Regions from separate parts of the Rattus norvegicus genome. Here regions 1 and 3 are each linked to region 2. The links are chromatin contacts, called in public Hi-C and HiChIP or PLAC-seq maps. All regions are on one chromosome and are shown on one strand. The core of a region is the stretch at or near the end of the contact, and the rest is flanking DNA. Distances in the headings are between cores, read along the strand shown. Region 1 holds the start of Cdc16 (cell division cycle 16). Region 2 holds the start of Rasa3 (RAS p21 protein activator 3). Region 3 overlaps Rasa3 (RAS p21 protein activator 3).

The links. Hi-C and Micro-C count contacts between places; a contact is called where the count stands out from the background. HiChIP or PLAC-seq counts read pairs in DNA pulled down with a chosen protein or histone mark.
Region 1: a contact with region 2 is called in an H3K27ac HiChIP or PLAC-seq map of oligodendrocytes, with 2.6 times the contacts expected there. The contact joins the promoter of Cdc16 here to the promoter of Rasa3 in region 2. A contact is called at or near these places in 3 of 12 Hi-C or Micro-C datasets (the A7r5 cell line, the Rat2 cell line and liver) and 1 of 1 datasets of contacts at active chromatin or transcription factors (oligodendrocytes).
Region 3: a contact with region 2 is called in a Hi-C map of frontal cortex, with 2.1 times the contacts expected there. The contact joins the enhancer-like site here to the promoter of Rasa3 in region 2. A contact is called at or near these places in 2 of 12 Hi-C or Micro-C datasets (frontal cortex and psoas muscle) and 1 of 1 datasets of contacts at active chromatin or transcription factors (oligodendrocytes).

The regions. Positions count from the first base shown.
Region 1 is chr16:82,496,177-82,500,282 of GRCr8, reverse strand. Cdc16 (cell division cycle 16) reads left to right here and starts at 1,518. Exons shown (of 18, transcript NM_001024744.1): 1 at 1,518-1,683; 2 at 2,842-2,896; 3 at 2,985-3,082. The coding sequence starts at 1,636.
Region 2 is chr16:82,556,199-82,560,546 of GRCr8, reverse strand. It overlaps Rasa3 (RAS p21 protein activator 3), which reads right to left and starts at 2,991. Exons shown (of 24, transcript NM_031574.1): 1 at 2,924-2,991. The coding sequence starts at 2,978.
Region 3 is chr16:82,614,597-82,619,263 of GRCr8, reverse strand. The region is part of intron 2 of Rasa3 (RAS p21 protein activator 3); the gene reads right to left. Among named protein-coding and RNA genes, the nearest start is that of Rasa3, 59 kb to the right of the region's middle. Within about 2 kb of position 3,078, at least 40 of the 93 cell types and tissues checked have an H3K27ac peak or open chromatin away from gene starts, as enhancers often do.

The sequences.
Region 1 (4,106 bases), core at 269-2,768, 59 kb after region 2:
ATTAATCACATCCAGAAACACCTTCCCAAATAAACGTAGAGTATTGCTTTGCCAAATTCCTGAGCACCCAGGGCCCAGTCCTTGAGCATCCTCAGGCAAGAGATAAAGGTTCCTTTGAATTACAACATAGTTCAGCCTACTTCGTTGCATGTGACAAGAAACTTTCAGGCATTGTTGACACTGGGGCACAAAGCTCACCTTTGAGAAATGCACAATTGCATTACAAACAAAACAAACCACATACAAACTTCATAATTTTTTTTGGTTCTTTTTTTTCGGAGCTGGGGACCGAACCCAGGGCCTTGCGCTTCCTAGGCAAGCGCTCTACCACTGAGCTAAATCCCCAGCCCCATAATGTTTTAAGAAAGGTTATACCATTCTGTTGGGCCACATTTGTAGCTCTGCTTGGTTGCATGGAACCCACCACCACCAGTTGGAGAACGCTATAAAACATTACAAAGAACAAGGAGCTTCAGATGAGGAACAGTGTTTAAAGTATTCCCGTGAGCAAACAAATGAACATTGTATCTCTCACTCTTTTGTGGAAAAGGAGATACATTTGAAATTAGGCTCACATACAAAGTACAGAAAGGAAACAGAAGGTATGCGAGGTAGGATATGTTGTGGTCATTGTATCTGGGAACTCCATAACATTGTTGGAGGCTTTACAGAAAGATGACTTATGGGAAACTCAGACAATTCAGGGAGATACACCACAGACAGGAAAGGCAGATGGAGCACCTTAATATTCTGTAAGCGTACACTTGTACTTCGTACTGTAGAAAAGAATCTACAGTGCATATTGCGAATAGCTCAGCGTGTACACACTGGTAATGGTTTGTTTGTTCCAAGTGTATCTACTGGAAGAATGAAGGTCTTGGCAGCCTTGGGACGATGCAAAGCCAGCTGCACAGAAAGATAACAAGGAAGAAGTGCAGGATGCATACGGAGACACACACCAACATAACCTCAGGAGTAAGGCTGACCACTTATCAGAAAGGCAATATTATACTTTGGAATGACTGTCTTTGTTTACTCTTTTTTATAGCTTTCTTGGCTGGAGGTGAGATAAAAAGAACAGAGTGTTAGAATGTTAATCCACTACTTTCCCAGATAACTGTCTCTGATGTTTACCATCTGTGGTGACAGCACAAATTTTCTTTATAAAATGATTCTATTCACAAAGTGAATGGAAACATCTGTAAATATGGTCAACTATACCTGGCCACATACCCACCTCAAGTCAATGAGTACGGTTGGATCACCACCGTGTGTGTGTGTGTGTGTGTGTGTGTGTGTGTGTGTGTGTGTGTGTGTGTGTGTGTGTGTGTGTGTGTGTGTGTGTGTGTGTGTGTGCGCGCGCCTCTCAGGACTGCAGAGAGAAAAATTCAGTCTCAAAAATAACAAGGGGTGGGGAGGTAGTGGCACCCAGATTGCCACGGAACCAATAGAGTGGGCACACACCCGAGGGGACGCTTTTGCAGGGGACTTCCGGGGTAGGGCCTATCAGAGCGGAAGTGCCGTGTGGCGCGCGGGGTCTGATCCGGGTGGTGGTCGGCGGGCTTGGGTCCATCGACACCCGGGGGCGCGCGGAGGCTCGAGGGGGTGTCGGGTGCCTGACCTGGCCTCGCGGCCATGAACCTGGAGCCGCTGCGCAAACGCGTCCGGCAGTACCTGGACCAGGTGCGCGGCGGGTGGCCGGACGCTGGGCTTCGGGGCGGTGGGGCCTGGCGGGGAGCGCGCAGCTGATCGCTCAGATCCTGCTTGAACTGTGGAAGCGGGGTTGGGGTTAGGAGGGTTGCATTGTGGCCTTGGAATCTGGCTGGGCCGTGGGATGTTTGAGAGGATTTAGTTGGGGATCTTATTTGACAGAATACTTGTGAATACAGACAAGCGCTCTCCAATTAGGACTTGAAACAATACCTAATGCTCTATGTTCAGCCTCCACACTTCCCTCGAGTGGACAGCAGGGAGTGTTTAAGGGAAGGTGTGTCTCTGGGGGGGGGGGTCCACGTCATTGTGATGTCATTTGGCCTTTGCTAAAATGCTTGCTCTCCCGATAAATGGGAAACGGAATAGATGCTAAGTGATTGACCCAAATGTTTGCAGCACGTTGCTGGAAGGCAGAGTGTTAACAGGCAGTCGGTTTTGTGATTATTTTCTTTGGCACTGAAATGTAGAGGACAATGTGGGCCTCTTCTCCACTCTGGGGGCATCTGTTCTGAGCAGATTCTTGGGTCCTTAAGGCTTTCTCCTGGCCACCCATTCGGCAAGCCTGTTCTGAATGTATCCTGGGGAACTGAGGCCGAGGCAGTAAGAGCCGGGAATCAGCACCACCAGGACAAATTCATGAGTGTCTGTCTGCTGTCAGATTGTTTTGGTAGAGTTGACTATAGGGGGCGACTTTGCCCATGATCGGTGACTGTTAATATGTTGTGGTTTTAATTTGAAATATTTGGATCTAGTGCTCTACTAAATTCTACTTTGGACTTCATTTGAACTCGTGGACAGTGTTATTACATAAATGTCAGGACCAGAAGTTCTAGATGACTGCACTGTCATCTCTTATCTACTGTTTTAGATACTAGCTGATACCTTTTTGGTAGTGTGTGAGTTAAACTGCTATCTTGAATTGTATCTATGAAGTTCTTACAGTTATGAACTAAAACTCCCGAACTAGTTGAGTTGTAAAATACAGATGATTGGTGAGCCCCATGCAACATCTAAGGAGGTATTGTAGTGAGCTGTTGATTTGGTGTATGGGTTTATATTATATTAGTAGACATGTGTCAGAACTGTGGGGGCAACGGTAGTCACCCTGTGTTTACTTTTTATATGCAGCAACAGTATCAAAGTGCTCTGTTTTGGGCAGACAAGGTAGCTTCACTCTCTCATGGTGAGTGATACGCAATTTATTTCCCCTAATTAATCTTTAGAAATCTCCCCCATGAGCCTCTGACCACTTGTGTAATTTTGCCCCTCAGAGGAACCCCAGGATGTTTATTGGTTGGCTCAGTGTCTTTACCTCACAGCACAGTACCACAGAGCAGCCCATGCACTCCGGTCACGCAAGCTGGACAAAGTAAGTACTGTGTGAACTTCGGTTCTCCCGCAGTCCAAAATGGCATTAGGTTCTTACTAAGTTAACATTTTAAAGAAATTTTAAAATTTCAAATTTTTTATTTTTATGTGAAAAAAATGGTTTATTGGTTGGTTTGGGTTTTTTTTGGGGGGGGAGGTGTGGAGAAGGTTTCTCTATGTAACAGGCCTGGTTGTCCTCGAATTCACTTTGTAGATCAGTCTGGCTCAAACTCACATATATACATACCCCTACCTCTACCTCATGCTGGGATCAAAGGTGTGGCCCACCACACCTGGCTAAGAGATTTTTTTTTTAAATGTGTTTGTGTGTGTGCTGCATGAGTGTGGGTGTCTCCAGAAACCAGAAGACCACATTGCGTTCCTGGGAACTGAAGTTCCAGGCACTGTGAGCTGCCCCATGTGGGAGTAAACGTGTGTCCTTTAGAAGAGCAGCAGGCACTCTTAACTGCTGGGCCATCTCTTCAGCCCAAGAGAAAAGCGCTCACGCCAAATCCCAGTCTTTTATTTCCCCTCTCTTGCCCGCCTGTCTAATGTCTAGGTTCTCATTGTTGTGTTTCTGCTTTGCTATGGTTTAAAAGTTTGCTTTTTAATATTATGCTGGTTTATACAGCATGTGCATCTCTCTCCCTCCCTCTCCCTCTCTCTCCTCTGTGTGTGTGTGTGTGTGTGTGTGTGTGTGTGTGTGTGTGTGTGTGTGTGTGGTGTGGTGTGTATGTATCACCTGAACCATCTGAGGGAGTGTGTCCTCTCCCATCATGTGGGTCTCTGGGGACCAGACTCTGGCCCTCAGTACCTTTCGCTCCTAAGCTGGCTTTCAGTCCAGTTTACTTGTTTTGAGATCAGGTCTCATTGTTTTTCTTAGTCTGGTTTCCAATTCTTGGGATCAGGGCAACTCTCCTGTCTCAGCCTCCTGTGTGCTGGGATTACAGGCACATAACTTCCCCTAAGCCCTCAGTGCCTTTAACATGTTTTTGATGGATACGGGCGAAAAAGACTTGGGCTTT
Region 2 (4,348 bases), core at 1,742-4,241:
GGGCAGATGAGCCCTGGCCACAGCTATTTGCCCAATCACAGGCAAGCGCTGGCTCTAGAGAGTTGGGCTACACACTTCCTCAATACAGCGGCCTCAAGGAAGCGTGGGTCAGTCCCATGTGATGGCTGAAGACGGTTTAACAAAGCAGTAATTGTTACCAAAGACACTTAGCGATTCTCACCGCACGGAAGAACACATCTAAATAACCACGCAAATTTCAAACGGAGAAGCAGCGGTCTCTTCAAGACAAGACCGGAGACGCTTTATTCGCGTTACTGTTAAGATACTTTACTTTTATGTGTCTTTGTCTTCTGTGTGAGCAGGATGTAGATGGGATGAGAAAGAGGAAGAACAGAGAGATTTCGCTTCTGGTGAAACCAAGTACTATCTTACATTCTACAGTCAAGAAGTAGAGGGCAGCCTCGTAATATCAGCCCCTTCCCTACGCTCCACACAGCAGTGGTAATGGTGTTTATCTGTATGTATGATTTTAGGGGCAATTGTCTCTCTTCCCTTCTTGGGAACTTCACTGGGTGGGGGCGGGGGGAGGGTGCTGACTAGGACAGATGACAGCCTTGTGTATTCCCACCGGATGCAGCCCCCACTTCGGACTCTTGCTTTATTCAGATGGGGAAATGGCTGTGACAAGAAAGAGGTTCATCTAGGTCACCCTGGAAGTCAGCTTGCCTGGAGACAAGGCTCAGAGGAGTGTACTCTGGTGTGTGTTGGGGGGGGGGCACAGAGACAGAGACAAAAACAGAGATGGAGAATCAGGGGGAGAAAGGGTCAAATACTTCTGCCCTCAAGTCAACAACAGTGTCACAACTAGTGACACTCAGGCAGATGCAAATCATAGAGTGGTAAGACCACAAACCAGAAATGGAAAGGAAAGCCCAAGAGGTCCCACCTCCATTACTAGACTTTAAATAAGGCACACCGGGAGCCTGACCACCCAATCCACCTGGCTAGGGGTCCTGATCTTCTGATGGGATTTCCCTGGGGACCCCAGTGATATCAGACAAGCAGGGCAGCCAAGAAACACCGAACCCAAACCAGTTGTTTCCTGAGCTCCAAAAAGCCAACCCAACACACATCTGTGCTCGGACACAGAAGGCAGGCTCTATATGCAGAGCTATGCTCCCTGCATACTCCATCCAGAGAGGCATGACCATCCCTCTTGAGCAGCCCTGCAGGTAAGGACCTCTGAGAAAAATGACGAGGAAAGATAAGACAAGGAACACTTAGAGAGCCAGTGGGAGCTTGGACATCTCTACCCAACCTCACTCACTGCCACCACATCTGTACATCTGAGAGCTGCCCAGGCCCCTATTCAGTCAGAGGCAATGAAGGCTCCAATCATACCCTTATTCAACGGCACAATGGAAGAGGGACCTTAGGACTTGTCCCCTCTGCCGATCCTCTAGTGAGGACCCTAATCCGGCAGACAGATTAGACTGTTGTCTTGGACACTTTGCTTGTGATAGTCCAGAAAAGAAATCCTCTTTGTTTGACTGGAACTAAAACCCTTCCCTGTGTGCACAGCAGCCGATGCTAGGACTGAGGCAAGCACACTGTACTGAGAGGGAAAGTCTCGGACCCTTGTTACCAACTGACCTGATTCTCCCCAACAGGATTCCACAACCTCCCCAGTCCCTGAGCAAAAGGGCACAGCACCCCTGGAGCCTGGTGGACTCACTTGGTCAGAGGCTCTGGCTGAAGGAAACTGAAGCCAGCCACCCTCACACAAGTGGTCTTTGCCCGCAGAGGACAGAAAGCAGCCTCTTTCCTGACAGCAATTCCAGGCATAAAAGCCAGAGAAATCCCTCCCATGCCCTCTGCTCCAGCCCAAACACCACATGCTATCCGCAGCGCTTCTGAACCAAAGATCAAACTGTCTCGGCGATGATTCAAAAGCAAAATAAAGCGGACAGGAAGCAACACGCTGATTGCGAGTAGCTGGCATTCTTCAGACAGCATCGAATGTCATCAACAACTGACACTGGGCTGTGACTGTTGCCACCCACTAGGGGCCTTTTCACATGGGAACAGGCCAGTAATGTGGGGCGCAGTTCAGAGGGAAAAGACTACAGGGACAGTGCACTAGGACCCAGAATTCCTTCCAAGAAAATTGGCCCCTGCCCAGTGCGTTAATGGCTTGATGTGTAACGGTCACTTCAGAAAACCACTGTAAGGAAGTAGACTCACACATCACTCACAAGATTAAAAAAAAACAAACAAACAAAAACAAAAAAACAACAACTGGGAAAGACGAAATCTCCAGGTTAAAAAAAAAATCAGGAAGTTCTCTCTAGATCACTTCAGTTCCACTTCACTCCCTGCCCCCAGCATTGCTGCTGAAGTCCCGACCAGCCTAGCGCAGCCTGAATGCCAGGCCTGCCGGCCACAGCTCCCACGGCCAGTTCTCAATGAAAGGAGGGGGAGGTGCTGGTGGCTCCATCACCACGCCTGCAGCGCGCAGACACACACACACACACACACACACACACACACACACACACACACACACACGAGTCGCGCGCGTGCACGGCCTCAAAACCTGCAGCAGGGTGAAGGGGCGCCCCCTCCTTGGGAAAGAAGTTCCTGCGCACGACTGCGACGGGGACACCGGGAGACTGACATCAGTAGACCCGATCCCTCAAGTGGGAGCACCCAGACGGATTCGCGCGTGCTCGTGCATGTAAACTCAGGCGCCCGAGATCCGGAGCGGTGCTGCAGGCTCACACGCAGACAACCACGCGTGCTCGCGCATACAAACAGACGCCCCCTGATGCAGGTTCCACCTCCCCCGCAGTGCCACGGAGAACCGGGCAGTCTGGGCGGGGAAACACGAGGAGCCGGTCCAGCTGGGCCGGATACTAGGAGCAGGGGTCTGGGGAGTTGCCCACGCCACCACGGTCCTCACCAATCTTGATCCTCACGCTCTGGAAGACCCGCAGTCCCTCTTCCTCCACCGCCATGCTGCTTGTCGACCTCGCCAACGCGCGAGGACCCGGCAGCGCGGCTGCAGAAGTGGGGACAAGACAGGGAAAGGAGCCGGCAGACGGAGCCGAGCGGCGGATGCCCCCGGAGCACCGCGCGCTACGGTCCGCGCTCTGCCCGGGTGCACCGCCTCGCGCCCTTCCATTGGCAGAGCTCGGGGGCGGGGCTGTGGGCGCCTTCCTCCGCCAGAGCCCCGATCTTCATTGGCTAAGGCTCTGCATGGGGTGGGGTAGTACGACTCCGCCCACTGTCAAACACTGCACCCCATTGGTCGGGTCTGTAAGGGGCGGAGTCGGACTCTAAGGCGGGATCGGAAGGGACTTGACTTGGAGTGCCCCCGAAGCGGTCCCTGTTCAAGGCCCCCGCTGGTCTGGTCTCTCTAGATCTGGGACAAAATAAAGCCATGAGTATTGATCTGTGTTTTAACTGCCAGGTCCCGTGAGTCCGACTCGCACTTAAATTTTAAAAAGCTATATTCAAGCAAAAGGTATGAAAGGAAAAGATTTCTTCTGGTCCCAGCTTCGGCAACTGAGAAAAGTGACACCTGCCGATCGCTCAGGAAAAATCAGAAGGTGATGCTCAGTCAAAGTGAGGTTCAAGTGACCCTGTGCCCAGCAGGCAGTCCCTGCTTGCCCTGTGGTGTACTTGAGCAATCTCCACGGGACCCTAGAATTTAGCATTCCAGGACCATCAAACCTGGTGCTTACTGGCAATTTGATTGGTGTGTGGAAAGAATACAGTGCTTCTGGGAGGTCTGAAAACCGAAATGGCATCGGCTGTGGAGTCGGGAGGCTAGATCATTGATACACCGTCTGAAAGGAGGGTGTAACACAAAAGCTCCTTGGTGCTGTCTGGTATCTCTCTCACCAGCAACCAGAGAACAGAAATACAGTGGATAGGTCAGCGTGCCCAGAAAGGTGCTGGAATTCCAGAGGCGCTGAATTAAAACCCTCCAGAAGCTGCTGTGTCATAGTCAGGCTCTGACTGGGAAGAGAGGGAGCCCCTCTAGGTTAACATATCAAAAAGCCTGAATTGCTGGCTCAGGAATTCAGCTCAGTGGTAGAGAACTTGGGTAGCAGGCACATGGCTGGACAGGTATGGAGTAGGGGGGCAGATGATACAAAATGACCAAAAGACTGCTTTAGCCCGGCTGCTGTCTTGAGATAAAGCTCCAGGAGCAAAACCAACTTGGAAAAAAAATGAATAAAAAGCCAGGAGGTGTTGGCATACACCTTTGTTCCCAGTGCAGGAGGCAGAGGCAGGCAGATCTCTGGGTTCAAGACCAGCCAGATCTACAGAGTAAGTTCCAAGACAGCCAGAAGTACACAGAAAACCCCTGTAGTAAACA
Region 3 (4,667 bases), core at 1,829-4,328, 59 kb before region 2:
CCCACCATAACACCTCTGCTGCCTGGGGACAGGACCCACTCTTTACAGTCCACCCCGGGTAGGTCAGACAGCCTGTAAAGACAACTGACAGGATGCTGTTGCTCAAGTCTAAAGTGGTTTCAATTGTTACATTTAGAATTCAGTTCCTCCCTGCTCAGTAGCCACATGTGATCTGTGGCCACCAGACTCAACAGAGAGTGTAGAAGCAGTGGATGGGCAAGGGAGCCATCAGGACAGCACCTGAGAAAAATCTCAGGCTGATCTGTGGAGCAGGAAACGGAGGCTCGCATGGGCTATTGGTGGGATGAACTTTGCTTCAGACATGGTACCACACCACCACCCTGCCTCTGCCCTGGCAACAGAGAAGGCAGAACTAATGGATACAAACTTACCAGAGAAGGCAGAACTAGCCGATACAAACTTACCAGATATAAATCCTCCCGTAAGTCTCCTGAAAGAGAGAGTGGCCCTAGGTTCTGTGGTCTTTGTGGAAGGTGGTGTGCGGGGAACACAGAGGCCTCTGCATGTAGCATGCCATAGTCACCAGGCACAGGAGAGGTGGCCCAGCCATACTCGCTCTGGCTGAGACGCAGGTCACAGCCAGTAGCAAGGACTCCAGGTTGAATGATATGGACTGGAGCCAAACTGGGTCAGATGCGACCCTCTCTTTAAAACCAGGGAAGCATGTTTTGGGTGGCAAATTGGTTCACACCATGATTTATGTGCAAATTTGCAGAATTTCCTATATTTTACTCCTTTACATGCTCTGAATTTGGGGGGCTTTTGAAAACAGGAGACAATCATAGGAAAAATATTTTCTTCCATTTTAACAAACATTAAAAATATCATTTTTTAAAATGAGAAAATTAAATTAAAAATAAAATCCAAAAGGAATGAAAATCTACCGAGGCTGCTTTGTTAAAAAAAAAAAAAAACATTTAATTTTAAGGCCTGGTCTGTTATGCTAGTGCATGCCTTTAATCCTAGCACTTAGGAAGCAGAGGCCGGTGAGCACTGGATGAGGAATCCCCATGTAGAAGTGGTGACAGCCACAGGACCCACACTTTTTTTGGAAAAGTGCAATGTTCTAAAAGTGACCATGGAGATGGCTGGACACACCTCAGAAGCCATGGAGTTATGATTTTAAACAGCTAAATGATATGAACTGTCAATTATATATTTCAATAAAGCTACTTTTAGAACAAAAATATAGTCAGATGTCAGAAAGCTGGAAGCTAGAATTAACATCCTGGGGTAAGCCCTCCTAGAACACATTGCCTTAAATATATACGGACCAAGAAAAAAAAAAAAAAAAAAGGAAACGGTTACAGATGGGTTTTAAGGGGAAAGTGGGAACTCCGTACACATTCTGACACAGTCTGCTTTTCCTTAGCACCGTGCCAAAGCACCAGTCACTTTCAGGAGAAGCAAACATACCACCAGGGGCCAAGTGTCCCCAGCCATCAACACAACCTCCAGATTCCCTTACCGTTAGCTTTTCTCAACTTTCGCAGCTGGAAACAGTGTCACAGTGAACAGTCAGTGGATCTGCATGGCCCCTGTCTGTCCCCACAGAACCATTCTGAAGCGGGATTGTTGGTGCGGAACGCTCTTAGGCTCTGGGGGCCGAGCGTAAGAGGGCTCACACCTCCCAAAGCCAGCTCACCCCAACACGGTGAAGAGTTCACTCGAACACGAGTGTGACTCTGATCTTGTGCGTATTCATCTCCAAACACCAAAAATAAATCTGCCCAATTGATAGCAGTCAAAAAAAAAAAAAATGAAGGAACTATTTAATTGAAAATGTTTAAGTTACAGATGTGTTCAAGATGTTTCCATACATTTGTGAGCTTCTAAAAATTTCTCCTAGTGACTTTGGCCTGCTTTCCGCCAGTATCTTCTCTCTCCGGATATTGATCCACTAGGAACATTTGAATCTGTGTTCCAACAATTTACAGCACGTGAGAAACCGTTTCTAAAGGAAATGCACCCCACATCTGGGGACAACTTTCTTACCAGTGGCTGACTTGAGACCCTCACCCCCAGCTCTGAACAGCTTCAAGGCCTCTTATGTCCTGAGCTATGGCTGCCCCAACTGTAATTACATAGTGCCTGTGACGGAGACCTGTGGGGGTGTCCAGCAAGGACACCCAGGCTGTGGCAAGTTGCATGCCAACTTTCCTCCTGGGTCAGAGTTAAGGACCAGGCTAGAAGCAGGAAGAACTAGGCATGCAGGACCTCAACACCCTGTGCACTGGGTTTTCTCATCAATGGCAGTCAGCTTGTGTCCCTTCCTGGGCATCAGAGTTTAAAACATATTTTCAAAAGAAAAAGGAAGCAGGCTAAACACGGGGAGGGACACTCTCCTACCACCCCCTCCCAGGGCCTCCCTGTGGACAAAGCCTCCTTTCTGTGGCCCTCAAAGGGGCCCACAGTGAGAATGCTTCCCTTCCCAGGCACTGCTTAGCCACGGTTGTGTCCACACAGGCCGCCTTTGTCCAGGCCGCAGCCAGTGGCAGGAGAGGCATGGACTGTAAGCCAGGAAGCCCCCATTCCAGCCCAAGGGCTCCAGAAACCTCTTTCCCAATAAAGAAAAGACCCACAGGCAAGGGCTGGGCCCCTCTCTCTTCTTTGCTGTTTGACAAGAAGAAATTAATCTAGCCAACAACTTCTGCCTTGAGGCCACCGGAATGACAGACAGACACATTGTCTTTTACCTCATCGAAAAAAGGGTGAAGCCAGAGGCTCAAAGGAGTTTCACAGAATCAAGAAACTTTCATTAAGAAAAAGAAAAGTGGACAAGGGGCCATTATCACTCTGTGCTCTGGCAGGAACCCTCTGAAAACCTCCTCTCTCTAATCTCTCCTTCCCTGCTTCTCCGCCCACCCCTCCTCCTGAGCCCTCTGAATCTTTTCTCTCACAGTCCCTCCAACCTCCCCGCCCCCCACCACCCATAGGACCGGGCACAGGGCTCACATAAGCCTCCCTCGCCTGGGACCTGCAGAGAAACCACCAAGTCCTCCTTGAGTCATTTCCCGACATCTATGCTGCCCCACCCCATCCCAGCTGTTTGCTGCTTGCCGTGTGCACCTCGTGACAAGCGACACTGGTCATGTGAAATGATAGAGCGTCGTCCCCAGTGTTCTCCCTGGAGCGAGTTCCTGGACCTATTTCCCAACCTCAGATGGGGATCTTGGGATGGGGACTTGAGAGGAGGACTATGGAGAAGAACAAAGGAATCTGGGTGGGTCTCATCATGCCTGGTCTTTGTGCCCCAATCTAAGGAGGCTGGGACAAGGCCAATCTCCAAGAGGACCTAGGGCAGAAGCCATGTGACTCTCAGGCTCTAAGACAGCTGGTAGCCTCATGGACTGGAAACAGTGCTCTATGAAGACTCCTGCCTGTTTCTCAATGGCTGAACATTCTGCTATGAAATAGGCACTGGGCTAATCACTAATTAAAAGCTAGATTAAACTTTCATTAGAGTCAATGGTATATCAAATGTCCCCAGCTACAGGGCACAGAAGGGTCCTGTGAGGGCAGCAGTCAGTTCCAGAAAGACCTCAGGTAACAGAGGGGCTCAGGCCTGAGGGAAGCCTCTCGCTTTCCCCCAAATCTGATGCTTAAGTCCCCTGGATTGGGATTCTGAAGCCTCCTAAGGGCTCGCATAGTATGTGACAGGATGATAGGGCCGTCCAGATTTAACCACTGGTGCTGAGCCTGTCCCACTGGGGACCTGCTATCAGAGCATTTCAAAGAGGAAGGGGAGCACCAGAGACAGGACCCTGACCAGGATGCCATCCAGTAAGAAATGGAAAAACTTCACTGGGGGTCCTCACACCATTCACACATCTGCAGAGGAGCCTGGGAACAGAGTGACCCTGAGGTCAGATCATGGTGCTTCTATACCAGGCTAACTTCCTGCCTGGTGCCCCGTATGTCACAGCCCAACACCCCAGGGTTTTGGCAGGAAGCCTGCAGGGCGCTGGCTGCAGGGGACCTACGTGTAGTTAAGACACAGGCTGGGATTGCTTATCTTGAAAACTCTGGCTCACAGATCTGCAAATTTTCAAACTAAACACAGACCTGGTGAGAAGAACAGATGGGGTAGCTCACGACTCACGGCGTGAGGCTGGGGGATGAGAAATGTGAGCTGGGTCCCTGCCTGGACCTGTCTTCTAGGACTAGGAAGCACCTGTCATCTGTGTCACCTGGAGTCTTGGACATCGGGCAGGTATTGGGATAATCCAAGCCTCTGGTTCCTATATCTCTTTTCTCTTAGCCTCCCCTTGTGCCCTCATGAGCCACAAGTCCATTGGAACGTGACACTGCCACAAGATTACTAGGAAAACCCACAAAGCCAGACACCAGGCCAGCCATGGGACTGGAATGTTTCAAGCCCATGTCATAGGGAGCAGGCAAGGGCATAGGAGGAAACTGCAGTCTTTAAAGAGGCATTCGACAGTTCTCCACAGGGGTGCCCAGGACAGAGAAAGAGGGTCAGTGTTGGGCCCACCTCTCCAGAGTTTCTCCCTGCAGCTTCCTGGGGACCAGGAGGTACCCATCAGTGACACATGCCGAGAAGCCCCAACTTGGCTGGGATCACTAGAAAGATAAGTGTGGAAGCTGCTTAGAGAGCCTGTGACATAGAAACGAACTGATGTTTC